2 separate regions of the Anser cygnoides genome follow, and region 2 is linked to region 1. Evidence: chromatin contacts called from public Hi-C data. All regions are on one chromosome and are shown on one strand. The core of a region is the stretch at or near the end of the contact, and the rest is flanking DNA. Distances in the headings are between cores, read along the strand shown. Region 1 holds the start of WBP11 (WW domain binding protein 11). Region 2 holds the start of CYREN (cell cycle regulator of NHEJ).

Region 1 (3,631 bases), core at 497-2,996:
CTCCTGTTCACTTTCTATGTGCAAATGTACATTCTAATTTAGGAAGAAAAAGCACGAACTCAGTACATATCTGTGAGATTGCTAATCACTGCTGTAGGAGAATAGTGGAGTCAAATAGAAACCAATCTATTGTACTTTTCAGGCATTTTGAAAACAAATTCTAAGCAGTATTGGGGAAGAAGGACATGGAATGAAGATCATAAATCCACACAATTTGTATTTACCTTTTGATGGATCTTTGTTCCTGGTGGTCTTAAAAGAAAGACATCTTCCCTGCAAAAGCAGGTGTGTAAGGTGTTATGTCCATGAGATATTGGAAGATGTTGGAGGTGCTGGAGGCTGATGGTCTGCAGCCTTTTCTGCTTATGAGGTAGAAGGCCGGAATCCTGAGAGAGGTGGGGCAGCCACCCATGACCTCACAGAAGGGTGTGTATGGCACCTTCCAGCCCCACGAGGCAGTGTTGAGGTGAAAAAAACCCACACTGATCTCCTTAAGACCTTCCCAAACTCTTTCCCCCAATTCCAGCAATAAGAAGACCATGGGATTTGCTTGTGTTGCTGACAGGTGTGTTTTTCTTTTTACTAGTTGTTTGTTCTTGAACTCGGTGCAGCATGCATTCAGCTGGCTAAATGCGAGAGACCAGCAGGGCAGAAGGAGTTTACCTCTCTGCTTCTGCTAGGTAACTGAAACACTGTCCCTCCAAATAGGATATACTTGCCTGCTTTTCCTAGCCCTCTGATCAGTCTTACACTTGATCTTCCACGGGTATCATTACCAGTCTGAGGCCAGGCTGCTGGCTCTTCTCTAGACTCCTGGTGCTACCCCCTTGGAGTGACAGAAGTATATGGCAAGTGAGAAGCATGAGGGGACTATCATACTCCACGTCAGCTCCGAGTCAGCAGTCACTCCTGGGAGAAGGCAGCTCCAGCTGCTGCAGTAACACTTTGCCCACCGAGCCCAGTATGGTGATGAGAAACCCAGCCCCCGTGAGGAGCGGGCAGCCCGCAAGGCCTGAGCAATGTCCCCCTCCAGTGATACAGTGATACTGTACAGTCCCATCACACCTCCTTATGCCTTTCCCCTCTGCTCTGTCTGTTGTTTTGAATAAAGATTAAGAATTGAAACTATATTAACGTGTGTGTTTTAGATAAGAACAACTCCAACAAAGAAACTGTAGAACAGGCAAAATGGGTCTAAGTTGGTCCCAAACCCGTGTAGAAACACTGGATTGTTGCAACCAAAATCTGTCCTGCAACAAACTCCTCTCTGTAGCAAGACCAAAATAAAAGAGCAGGCCGAAGAGGCACAAGGTACTCTGCTGCCTGCACACATGGTGAGCAAGAAGTCTGAGGTGCTGAGAGCTCTTAAAACCCTGGCTCTGAAAATGCTCCTGGCCTGGCCGTCTGTCAACTTGGACGTTGTGTAGCTTGTGACTGATGTTGGTGTTAACGTGTTGCAGTTCATAGCCTGGCTTTCATCCGCCTGCAATGATAAAGTTCCAAGTTTGCCCCCTCCCTATCCAGCACAGCACAAGGGGATCCCCCACGTATCTTTATTGTGGTGTTGGTGCGGGCCCTGACAGGGGAGCGCTGCTGAGGCGCTGGTCCCCGGGGGGAGCAGGGGCCCCGCCCCTAACGGCCGCCAGCCCCGCCCCTGCTCCTCCCGGCCCGGCCATAGAGGAGCGGGACCATAGAGTCGCGGCGGGCGCGCCGCAGTCCCCATTTGCGGAGCGCGGCGCGTTGCGACAGCCGTGCTTTACGGCGGCGCCCCACTCCGTCCCCGTGCAAGATGGCGGCGGGGCCGCGGCGGCGGCGGGGAGCGCTGCGGCTGTAGGGGCCGCTGCGGCGGGGGGAGCCCGGCCCGGCCCGGCCCGGCCCGGCCCGGGGGTGAGAGCAGCGGGACGGGACCGGGCTGGGAGCGGAGGGGAGAGGAGGGGAGAGGGCTTTTTGCGCTGCTTTCTGTCGGGGGAGGAGGGGAGGCCTTCGTGTGCCTCATGGGAGGCTTTCTGCCTCGCTCCCCAGCGGCCATAAAATCATAAGTGGGGTTCTCTATTTGTTTTTTCTTTTTTTTGTTTTTGTTTTTTCCTTTCTCATCCTTTTGTGTTGAAGCTTTGTGCCCTAAAAGGGTTTGGGATGGAGATTTGAGGAGCTTTCTCTTTACCCTTGAAATGTTAGGTGTCTTGGGGGGTGTGAGGTACAAATGTAAATCCTAGCTCTGGTTCCCATCTAAAGAAATAATAGCATCTATAAAATGATAAAATTATTATAAAATCGATGTAGTCTGATAAGAAGGAAGTATGTTATTGGTGTTCCCAAGCCATGGGGTGCTTTAGTTACCAGCAGGCCAGCTATGAGAATAATTTGGTGATGTGAGGCATGAGCAGGTCTCCGTAGTTCTGTACTGGTCAAACATTGAATGTGGTCAGTTCCTGGAGCTTCCTAGGAAGGCTTTCCATGAGGCATTAATGCACTGAATGACACTTGGGCTTAAATTTATTTTTAAGAGGGGAGGTACTTCAACAATTTGTAAGTGACATCTTCTGCATTCTGGGAAGAAGGATGTGTTTGGTGACTTCGGTGAGGCTGTAGGGAACTTTAGATTGAACTTATAAAGCTTTTGTTAGGACTCTGCTGGGTTGCGTGCAGGATGGCGCCAAAAGCTGCACTCCATCAGGTCCTGAATTTTAGAGGTTGCTTCAGATTTCAGTGTAGAACCTGCATGTTTGTTTGCTTTTTCCTTAGAGTGGTGGGTTGCAAGGGATACGAAAGAGGGGGACAAATTAAAGTTGTGAGAAAGGCAATGTCCCTGACTGTAGTTTAACCGTTACTGAAGTTGTCTGTAAGTTAAAGAACTTCTAAAGGTCTTCTAAAGACAGGAAATAACTCTTCTCAGAATAAATTTCTTTCTTTGGTCATTGTAATGCAGCTTGAAACAGTACTGATGGAGGTAGCATAAGGGCAGCGGCATGGCAGCGGTCTGTGAGGAGCAGAAAAAGGCAGGAATGTGTGCAGAGGACTTTCTGGTGGATATGGTGGTTGCTGGGGAGAGATCAAGGGCAGCTTAGAAGTCTGAGGGAAGAAGAATTTGTGGGAAACATTTGAAATGGAGAGCTCTTACGGGAGTAAATGAAAAGCTAGAACAACTCTGATATGCAGGTGCTTGTTTGAACTTCCCCTGCCCCCTTCCATACCGTAAGCAAGAAGGTTCTAGGTTTAAGTCTGGAGTGAATACCAAACTGACTAGTTTAAAGTAGGTACTTGGTTAAGTAAGTACATAGCTAAGTAGTGGCACGTTGTTAAAAATAGGATGGTTTTGATGTGAATGTCTGAACTTAAGTAGGATTTGAAGATCTCACAATACTTGAGGGTTTTTTCTTTTTTTCCTTTTTTTGTATCAGCCTACTGATACAGGGAGGAGGAGGAGTAAGTGTACTCATACCGCTCGTGTGCAGGACCTGAAACTGAGGTTATCTTTTCCAGATCTTTTTTATTTTTGAGACAGAAGAAAAACAGACAAAATGGGGCGGAGATCCACGTCATCCACCAAGAGTGGGAAATTCATGAATCCCACGGATCAGGCCCGTAAGTATGCATAAAAGCTGAGCAGAGGGGAATGGGAGTGATGGGGAGT
Region 2 (3,559 bases), core at 981-3,480, 150 kb before region 1:
CAGACGAGATCCTCTTTGAGTGACGTTCCATCAGATGTGAATGGAAATAAAATCCCCTTGCTGAGTAGTCTCTTCTCTGAGCCCTGACAGGATTCAGCCCGAGGCTGGGCTACTCTTGCAGTTTGTGGACCAACCAGCCACTAGATGTCATTAGGCATGAAAGATCAGCCCAAATGCAGGCTGGAGCGAAGGGCCTACTTGAACGTGGCTAATGGTAGCTTCAGCCTTGAGAAGAGAGCCAGGCTGCACTGGAGACAGCACACATCCTAATTTGTGCACCTGGAGCAGCTTTCTATGAACTCCCAGTCATACTGGTGCTTTGCAGGGGCAAACGTGGCTATAGGCTGCAGGACTCCAGCTTTTGTTTTCTTTTTAAAGTCATATTTATTCAAGCTGGGCTACACTTCTGCGTGGAACCCAGGATGGGGGGAAGGTATGTGCTAAGTAATCTCATTTTTGTATCGCTTGGGAACTGAGGGATGGGGACCGCAGGCAGCTTCCAGCTCTTACTCCAAGCAGTAACAACAAAAGCCCTTTCATGCAGACTGTTTTCTAAGCCAGTTAGCTCAGCAGAGGGAATAGTGAGAGGTTTCCTGCCTGGTTTTGGGGTGGGCAGGGCAGGTGTGAAACATTACTATATAGGCAGTGGTATCCAGAAAAACCCCAGTGTACTCAGGGGGAAAGCTTAACATGTATATGGGAGTTGAACCTCTAGCCATTCAGAGTGATGTGGGTCCTGAGCCTGGGATAGTGGTGGGTATCCCTCCTGGGATAGTGGTAGGGATGCTGGGGGCTGCTTCTCGCCCTGGCAGACCAGGGCCAGGAATCAGCTCTGGGCACACGTGGGGCTGTCAGCGTGGTGTGTGCTGTGCACCTGGGGCTGAGCCCTTTGCCCTGAGGGGCCGTTGTGGAATAGTTTTTTACACAACTTTAATGTAGCAGCAATTTAGGATTAGTTTTATAAATAACAAAGTTAGATTGTATGATTTTAACAGCTCTTCATCAGCATTTGATCATCAGCCAATTTAACAACGATTTCGACAGAATTTGCTACAGTAGAAACAGCGACTTAGTTAAAGAATCGGGAAGGGCAAGGTTCACCCAAAACTTACTGCAGGGTCCTGGTAGGTGTCTAAATCCAGTCGCCCATTTCCAAATTACCCCCTAGTGTGAATTACTCACCCTATTCCCTTGTCGGTGTTTGTCTGCAGATGAGCTTGTTCCTTGAAGGAGTACCCTGAGAGGCGTCCCAGCACAGGGGGAGACTGAGGGTGCTGCATGCTGCTGTCCCTGGAGAGCTCACAGGGCTCTTTGCTTGGGGCTACTATGTATAGGACCACGAGGTGACTGTTATTATTTCCATCCTGGCTATGGTTCGGACAAGGCAATTTTGGTATTTTCCACCAACCCTGCCATTCTGGTGCCTTCCACAACGTACAGCTTTGCTACTCCCCAGACTGGGCTACTGTCCAGGCTCTTCTTTGCCCTTTTTCTTCCTCTTCTGGCTATACTCCCTTCCCTGGAGGGCTTTATGCTTGGGTTGGGAGCAGCCATGGGAACTTTTAACAGCCTGTTCAAGCAGGGAACGGATGTAACTCAGTTACAGAAGCTCTCATACCTTCCTTTTCCTTCTCTAACGCCCCCTACTAGAAATCAGCGTGTTGTGAGGAAGATAAACAGGTGCATTAGATGTTTACGTGATCCTTTTTTTAAATCCAACTCCTGTTAAGCTCTTCTGGTGAACTTTCTCAGAAAAAAACAACTTACTTGCTCACCCCTTATACTGTGATAGTGTGTCGCACATAAAGGATCCCAACGCTTGAAGCACTACTGACAAACATCAAGTGAAGGAGGCAACAGGCAAACGCCCTGCATAGGGCAGACACGGGGCAGCAACAGCCCTTTGCACAAGCACAGGTCTTTCTTCCAGCTCCCTTCCTTGTCTGTGCTGCTCCTTATCCTGACACCTTGACCTGCTGCTTCGCTCCTTCTCGCTGAGGCGTCCCGCGGGCTGCAGCCCTGCAGTGCCCTCTGCCTGTATTTCAAGGCCTGCTCCCACCCGGGCTGCAGTTTCCTTCCGAGCACTGTGTCACAAGACTCGTGCCGACGTGATTTTGTTTTAAACGCCGCCGGGTTCAGGCCCCGAGGCCGGGCCGGGCCCCCCCTGGGCACCCGGGTCCCGCCCCGCGGGGCCGGGCTGCGGCTCACAAAATGGCGGCGGGCGCGGGGCGGCGGCGGCTGCTGCCCGCCTGGATGGGGGCGGCGGGGGGGGACGAGCGGGGAGCCGGCCGGGGGAGCGCTCCCCAGGGCCGGGCGGAGGCGGGGAAGGCGGCAGCAAGCGGCGGCGGAGCCCGGGGCAGCCACGGTGTACTGCATGAACGAGGCCGAGCTGGTGGACGTGGCCCTGGGCGTGCTGGCCGAGGTGAGCCCGCGGGAGGCCCCCCGTCGGGAGGCGGCGCGGCCCCGGGCGGGGCTGGTCACGGCCCGGGCTGGCTGCGCTTTCTTTGGGCAGAGCCTCGGGAGGGAACGAGCTGAGGAGAAGGCCCGCAGCGGGAGCGAGGAGGAGGAGCAGGAGCAACAGCCGGCGCCAAGCAGCAGCCCTGAGAGCGCAGCTGGTGTGGGGACGGGCGGTGACCGCAGCCCCGGCCTCCCGTCCCCTCCTGGTGCCGGTGCGGAGGGGACGGTGGGGGAGGACTCCGAGGAGGATGTGCTGAAATACGTCAGGGAGATCTTCTTCACTTGACCGTGCTGCTTCTGTGGGGCCCGGGGTGCACAGGGGGCTGTGGCGGTGGTGTCCGACAGGGGATGCGCAGGCAAGGGCAGGACTGGGGATGGCGTAGCCCATCACGATGCAGCACGACTACATCTGGGGTGCCCTCAGATTGTAGAACTCCCGGGTGGGCACAGCTTGAGTCGCTGCACTGTGTGGGCTGACCAAAGCCCCGCCATGACAAGCTGTGTCCTGGTGATGCCACCTCCCTTCCCCAAATTCCTGTCACTCAACTAGCAGTAACACCACAGACCCCCAAAAGCAGAGATGAAGGGAGTGAGAGAATTATTAAAATAATTGTGTAAACCCAAGGATGGTGATTCTAGCTGGAGCACGAGCTCATCGTGGACACCAGCTTTATATTTAACTGGTTTGAAAGGACGGAGCACAGGTCATAAGAAAAGGCATAAAAGAAGGAGACGTACTCGGTGAGGATTTGGACTCACCATAAGCTGGGCTGTGGTCTGACAGCTCACCCAGCAGCAGGGACACCTCTGATGTTAACTGCCAGGGAGGATGAGGCTCACCTGGCATGGCTTGAGCATTGTGAGGACGTTCTGGAGAAAGCTAGTACCATGGGATAGCACATGGGATGTGGGGGAGAGTGATAACTCATGCACCCATGTTATTTGGAGTAAAGCCTCGAGGAATCAATCAACTGTAAATACCTGTCTAGCTTTGGTAGAGAAGAACTAAATAAATTTTTTTTCCTATCTGTTTTTACTTGACTTACATTTTTTGTGAATGATTGCCTGGTCAGTCCTGGAATCCAAAAGAAACCCTGGAAGA

Evidence for each region. Hi-C and Micro-C count contacts between places; a contact is called where the count stands out from the background.
Region 2: a contact with region 1 is called in a Hi-C map of liver, with 1.9 times the contacts expected there. The contact joins the promoter of CYREN here to the promoter of WBP11 in region 1. A contact is called at or near these places in 2 of 7 Hi-C or Micro-C datasets (both in liver).

The regions. Positions count from the first base shown.
Region 1 is chr1:45,588,193-45,591,823 of Taihu_goose_T2T_genome, reverse strand. It overlaps WBP11 (WW domain binding protein 11), which reads left to right and starts at 1,746. Exons shown (of 12, transcript XM_048061271.2): 1 at 1,746-1,887; 2 at 3,481-3,582. The coding sequence starts at 3,519. LOC106045755 (a long non-coding RNA gene) reads right to left here and starts at 734. Exons shown (of 3, transcript XR_007162344.2): 1 at 225-734.
Region 2 is chr1:45,740,943-45,744,501 of Taihu_goose_T2T_genome, reverse strand. It overlaps CYREN (cell cycle regulator of NHEJ), which reads left to right and starts at 2,230. Exons shown (of 2, transcript XM_013182544.3): 1 at 2,230-2,422; 2 at 2,513-3,498. The coding sequence starts at 2,375. The coding sequence ends at 2,743.